Linked DNA regions of Mus musculus: region 1 is linked to region 2. A link is a contact called in public Hi-C data. All regions are on one chromosome and are shown on one strand. The core of a region is the stretch at or near the end of the contact, and the rest is flanking DNA. Distances in the headings are between cores, read along the strand shown.

Region 1 (3,195 bases), core at 434-2,933, 120 kb after region 2:
AGAGAGAGAGAGAGAGAGAGAGAGAGAGAGAGAGAGAACAACAGATGTCAGCACTTCATAGTCTAAGCCAGTTCTCCACAAGGGTGATTTTTCATGCATACGCGCACACTCTCTCACTCACACACACACACACACACACACACACACACACGGGCGTGCAACCCACGCACTCACATGACAATGTCTAGAGATATGTTCAGCTCTCAGCAATGGTAGAGGCGGTACTAAGATCTGGTAGATTAAGCTGCAGATGTTCTCAAACATCCCACCAAGCATAAGCAGTCAGTGTCCCACAAGCAGGCACACAGCACCTCAGTGTTCATTCTCAGACCCAGAAATCTCAGTCAAAACAAGAATTTAATAATAAAAAATGTCGGGGGGGGGGATAGACATTTAGACAAATGAACAGATTCAGAATTGTGACTATTTATGAACACAGGATGCCTACCATCAATGAATAAGATTAGGAATGACAGTCACAAGAAAAGAAAGCCAACTGGTGGGGACACATACTCTTGCTAACCCCAGGCAGGGAAGCCACACAAGAGCTGTGTGTGTGTGTGTGTGTGTGTGTGTGTGTGTGTGTGTAAAACAGCACCCATCCTGTTCAGAACTGGACCTCTCTCCCCTCCACTGCCTAGGGAACACAGCCTTAGCTGCAGGCAGAGTAAGCTCAGTAATATTCAGTCAGCTCAGCTTCTTTAACCACACGCTGAACACAAGCCAGGCTAACCCATCAGGAACAGAAGCCACTACAGGTAATCAAGATGAGTTTCACTGCCTTCCAGTTCCTTGCCACAGAAGTCCACCCAGGCCTGTGGGTGCAAGAGATTAACATTTTTCATCTTGGCTATTAATTCCATTGACATTAATGCCAATTAACAATGCTACTAATCATAAATGGTAAATATCTTTTAAACTTACTCTGGAGACGTTTCGATCAATACTACCCTAGAGCTGATAGCCATTTTACTGTGAACTCAAAGACATTCGTCTAAATAAAAGTCAAACTGCACTTGAAACTAATGGCCCATCTGTGTTCATGGCACAGTCTGAATTAAAAGCAATTTGTCCAGAGATTAAGTTACCATAAAGATTGAAGGTGGTAATTTTTAAACCACATACTGAAGTCAAGTATGAACTTGACTGTGCTTGGGAGATATTTATTAATGAGAATGTAGATATTAACAGCTTAGGCCCAGGAAAGAAACTCCAGTTTTGAGAGAATTCTCTACATCATAAAAGACTGCCTGGACTACTGTTTGCTGCTTTGATCAGATTATCATTAAGGATATGGGAACATTGTCTGGGGCGGAGGCGGGGGAGATGTAAAGGCAGCACAGAACTTACATCATCACGGGTAATTGGCGTGGTTGAGCTGAAGAGAACTTAATAAAGGCTCTCAGAGGCCACTGAGCAGGTGGGAGGGTCATCAGATTAGGCTGCTGATGGAGCAAGCCAGCAAGTCCACCTACCCACCTTCACAGGCATTTACTCCTTCACTCCAGAGGCAAGGGCTCGTGCTGACACCAAGCTTGGATTTTCAGAGAAACTCCAAGTCTTATGAGAAAAGTTCTCAGTTCCTTAAAAAAACAAACCTAAAAGAGTAACCAAGGACAGGGCAAACAAAACCTCTCTGCCAGCTGCCACACTTGGCCTGAGGACACCAGCTTACGTTGGGACCTGGACTCTCCAGAAGCTACAGGCTCAGAAGGCATGGACCGTGGGAGGGGCTGGGGCTCAGCAGGCTTTCTATAGTCCTGATGGCTTCATTCTGAACACTCTGAGACAAAATCATGTCTCTCCTTTCCCACACCTCACATAGCCATTAAAAGCCATATACCCAATGCTTTGTATTTTCTTGGAAAGATAATATAACTAGCTTTCAGAAACACTAATTCTGCTTCTTAGGGCAGATTGAGAAAAGAACCTTTACCGACACTGTCATCCGGAGCTGAGGAACACCAGGTCTTTGATACCAGGATGCCAGCGATCTGCTACAAAGACAGGACACTAAGTGTGTTAGCCCTCACTGGGTCAGCCTGGATAGTCACTGAACCAGAAAAGCCACAGACCAACACACGTGCCAAGGGACTGCCTAGAAAGGGCCATTCTCCCATAACACCTGTGGGCAGCACAGGGTGAAGGTGCTACAGCTCACAGCCCCTGGAACTGCTCCTGTCCCTAGACAGAGCTACTCTGGCTTTTAAATTTGAGAAGAGGTCCTGAATTTCTGAAGGAACTGAGACCTCAAATGCATTAGCAGGAAACAGGGAAACCAGTTAATTCCCCTGTGAAAATCTAACAAGGAATAAAATAGTCAAACACCGGCCAAAACAAAAATGCCCAATACCGCTCGCTCACTGTTATAAAATGTATGTAACCATTTGTACGTTGCTGCTCAGTGACCACATACACATTCAGACACACCCATCGTCACCACCACTATCAACTTTTTCCTAATCCTATTTTCCCTGTATGTGCCAACCATCATTCTGTCTCCATAAACTCTACTCTAGGAACCCCATGTAAGTGGAATCACAGGTATAGGTCCTTTTGTGTCTGCCTTATTTAACTTAATACAATGCTTTCAAGGTTCATAGATGAATCTCATCACATATGTGAAAGTCTCATTGCTTTTGATGGTTGAACAATACTCCTTGGTATGAACAGTCTACATTTTGCCTACCTACTTTCTGAGGATCAGTTAGCTTGTTTCTATTTTGGCTGCTATAAATAAAGCAATTATGAGTACAGTGTGGTTTTTCCCAAAATTAAAAAAAAAAAGAAAGAAAAGAAAAGTAACAGGCTTTTAAACCGCTTGTCCTCTATACTTACTAATATCAACACTCATTTTCCAACATTAACAGACATATACTTAGCCCACGAAGCCAGCAGAAAGGAGCATGAATTTATTTCCGATCCCAAGACCAGTGAAAGGGTTAACTACCGAACTCTGCTCCTCCAGGTGGCAGCTGACAGGCACACACATCTAAAACATCCCACTTATTTCAAGGAGCATGGCTGCCCCTTCCTGCCTGACATCTGAATGGTGCTTCAGTGGAGGGTTCAGATTCTCCTGTCAAAACAATCCATCTGTCAGCAGGACACACGGTCGAAAGTACTTCTGCACCTTTCGGTAGCGCACAAGGAAAGAAACCTCGGGAATTTAGTCCCTGCCAACTGCTGCTTTCA
Region 2 (3,371 bases), core at 524-3,023:
CTGTGTACTGTGAGTGGTGACACTGTGTGATGTCCACTAAGCTGTGTACTGTGGGTTCTGGCTGAGTGCCAGAGGTAATAAGAATGATTGTAGCGTGCACTCCCTGAGGCTGATGTGTGGATATGAAGGGACGTCCTTTTGCTTGCTTTTGCTCGTGGCATCACTTAGAAGGTCTCGCCTCTCCTCACCCTGACTGCAAGTAAAAATAGCCCCATCCTTTTAGGGCACCTACTGCAGTTCCTCAGGGTGAGATGGTGCTAGATGTGGGCTGCAAACACTGAGTAAATACAGGAATGTCCCATGCAAACCAATATAATAACCCCAGGTAGTTCATTTCCCATTTCCCATCTTAGAGAATAGCAAATAGGCCTCACCTCATGGTGAGACTTTTTAGGCATTGCTCAATATATATGACTTTGTCAAGTTGAAGTGGCCCCTGTATTTTCTCTAACTTGCTTGTGTGTGTCTGAAAAAGCCTGTTATTTATATTCCATTTCTTAAAATAAAAAATTGGAGCCATCAAAATTGGCAAGCGTTAAGCATGCTAATTAGTTCAATGTACTGACCAATTCTCTGAATTATTAGTTCAAAGGAGCGTGTGGACAGGGATGAAATTAGATTTAGGCGTTTTTCACTCTGGTTGTTTTAGGATCCTCGGGGTTGCTTTGATCTGTAAATAACAGCTGTTTCTTCATGCATGGTTCAGGGTACATGAAACACGTTCCAAGCTGTTTCTCAGACTTGGGACTCATCATTATGATCCTAAACTGGACATGCACACTGTAACTGTAGCTCCTATAGAAATGCCAGCTTGAATTTGGGAACAGAAGTGAACGGATTTTATTCTTTATTTTGTGTTATAGCATAGTTACAAGGTACCACATAAAGTTTGCTCACTAACTACCAAAATATACTGACTTCCTAAATATCACTTTTCATTCTAAAAGCTGAGAAAGCTGTGAACACATATAGATTATGTTTGTACCTGTGCATGTTTATAATTTTATAAACACATAGAAAGTTATTCATATATATGTGTGTGTGTGTGTGTGTGTGTGTGTACATACATACATACATATAACTAAATATTTTAGACATCTGCTTTGTGAAGATTACCATGCTTGTCTTGCTTGGTAAGTATTTATTTAAATTTAAGAATTATTTGATAACTAGAATTAAAAATCACACCTAGGCTACTTCACTTCAGTACACAAAAGTGTATTTTGCTTAGTTATCATGACTTGTATGTCTGTGGTCCATGTGAGAAGGGGTTAGAACTGGGAGGATTGCTTTAAGGAAGGGCAGGAAGTGAATGGGAGAGAGTGAGAGGGAAGCAAGGCTCAGTCCAGCTGCTATGGTGTGCAGCGAAGCCAGGTGACAGGAATGCAGCAAGTGACCTCTGCAGCCTTCCATTTACACATAATCCTAGAAACGATAGGGGCTGCGGAGCTGAGAGCAGTTAAGAGCGCACTGCTCTTTCTGAGGACATGTGTTCATTTCCTTCACCCTCTGCTGACACCTGCACACCTGGGACACATCTACATACACATAATTAAAAAATAAAATAGAATCTTAAAAAAATGGAAATTGTCATGTCTCAGGTTAATTTTAGAAGTGAGATCTCATTTTATTTAGTAAAGCCTTTCTGTTCATTACAAACTCTGCAGGATTTAACAGTGCGTTCCATTTGTGGCTTTTCTTTACTGTTCACTGTGTCAAACATCAGGAAGCAGAGTCCACGCGCTGCAGTGATGTAATCTGCTGTCTGTGGCCTCCCAGAGATGTCCAGTCATCCGGACATTGGTCGTGTCAATTTTAAGATGGTAAGCTGTAACTTGTCTTTGTAGTAACGCTGTAGGCACATACATAGCACTCTCGAGTGCCCCGCTGCCTTCACACTGCAGTGCGGAGTGTGGTAGTGTTGGGACTGTGTGGTCCATAGAGCCTGAGCTCCTTATCCGGCTCAGTTAGAAAGTTTGCAGAGACCTGGACTCAATAATCTCCAAAGTACCTGCTGTGCCTTGAGTGGGTTTCCTTTTTGGTAGAACCCCTCCTTAGTTCCAGGGCCCAAAGGTCTTTGCCATTGCCAGAGGAAATGCCCATCTCCAGGTGTGGAGCCTGGGCCCGCAGCATCACCATTACCTGGGGACTTGGCAGACATATAAGTCCTTAGCTTTTGCCCCAGACTTGTGAATCTGGAACTCGGGGGATGGGATCAAGAGTTTGCGTTTTATCCCCTGCAGGTGACCCTGAGCCTACTGTGAGAACAGCTGGATCTAAGACACTGAGCTCAGGGAAGAGATTCCCCTGTGGGGTAGAGGCTCACCTGGTGCTTACAGGGCTCTGTGCCATCCAGTTCCCAGCAGAGCAAAACAAACAGCAACCAAGGCGAATCCCAAACAAGCCAGAAATGAAGGAGCAGGGGTTATAGTTAGGGTTAGGGTCAGGGTTGTAACAGAGCTGGGTGTTCTGTTTTGAAATAAAGAAATGTTGGATAACATTGCTGGAACTCGGGAGACAGTTTTTTCATCTTTAGCAACGTTTCTGTCATGAATTGCCGGTTTTTAACAAAATTCCTGGGGCCTGTGTCATCTTGCACAGGTTTTTCCTTCACACGCGAGTGTGTGGATTGTTTTGATGTTTTCATGTTTGCGAGCCAGGCACTTGGCTCACACTCAGCCCTACCCTCTCTTGTCACCTTGTGGCTGTTAATGGACAGCAAACATGGTTACCTTCTTCATGAAGTTTTCTCTCCCCCTTCCCCCCAATCTTGGTAGTAGGCTACTTAGAATTATTTTAAAGCTAAATGATTTTAAATAGTTTTCAAGATAAAAGAATTACATGAGGAATTATTTTGATTTTACAGAAAATACTTGGAAAAAAGAACATTTAGCCAGCCTTCCTGCTGTGGCTGGATTTCTTACTATTTTGAGAAGGACCCCGTGGAATGGACTTTTTCCTCAGTGCTAAAACCCAGCAGAAATGTGTTCTCCTCAGATGCGGCTCAGGGAGAGGGGAGAAGAATTGCACATGTCAGGAAAGCGCCCCAGGATGGCATTGTTGTGTGGAGCATTGCTTTCATCTCTGAGATATCTCACACCTGCTTCATTTGGCACAGTGTTCCCAACAACCAGCAGACAGCCTGCCAGCCCAACCCCAGGCTTGCGGAAGCTAACAAGGAGCCATAGCAAGCACCAGTGCTGTCGAAAAGCCCAGGGTACACAAACTTTTAGGTACTTTTTACTTTATTGAAAACAGGCTCCCGTGTGTGTGTGTGTGTGTGTGTGTGTGTGTGTACATGACTGTACATAAACACACATGCTATCTGGAAGTGTATGCCTATGTGACCTCATGTGTGCATACTTAGGCAC

Evidence for each region. A called contact is a pair of places that touch in the nucleus more often than the background predicts.
Region 1: a contact with region 2 is called in a Hi-C map of liver, with 5 times the contacts expected there. The contact joins two enhancer-like sites. A contact is called at or near these places in 2 of 484 Hi-C or Micro-C datasets (liver and nephron progenitors), 1 of 115 datasets of contacts at active chromatin or transcription factors (pancreatic cancer cells) and 2 of 9 other capture datasets (adipose tissue and pancreatic islet).

What each region holds. Positions count from the first base shown.
Region 1 is chr6:94,665,263-94,668,457 of GRCm38.p6, forward strand. All of the region lies in intron 1 of Lrig1 (leucine-rich repeats and immunoglobulin-like domains 1), which reads right to left. Among named protein-coding and RNA genes, the nearest start is that of Lrig1, 33 kb to the right of the region's middle. Within about 2 kb of position 1,684, at least 23 of the 459 cell types and tissues checked have an H3K27ac peak or open chromatin away from gene starts, as enhancers often do. A contact at or near this core is called in liver, where this site is marked.
Region 2 is chr6:94,547,373-94,550,743 of GRCm38.p6, forward strand. The region is part of intron 5 of Slc25a26 (solute carrier family 25 (mitochondrial carrier, phosphate carrier), member 26); the gene reads left to right. Among named protein-coding and RNA genes, the nearest start is that of Slc25a26, 49 kb to the left of the region's middle. Within about 2 kb of position 1,774, at least 12 of the 459 cell types and tissues checked have an H3K27ac peak or open chromatin away from gene starts, as enhancers often do. A contact at or near this core is called in liver, where this site is marked.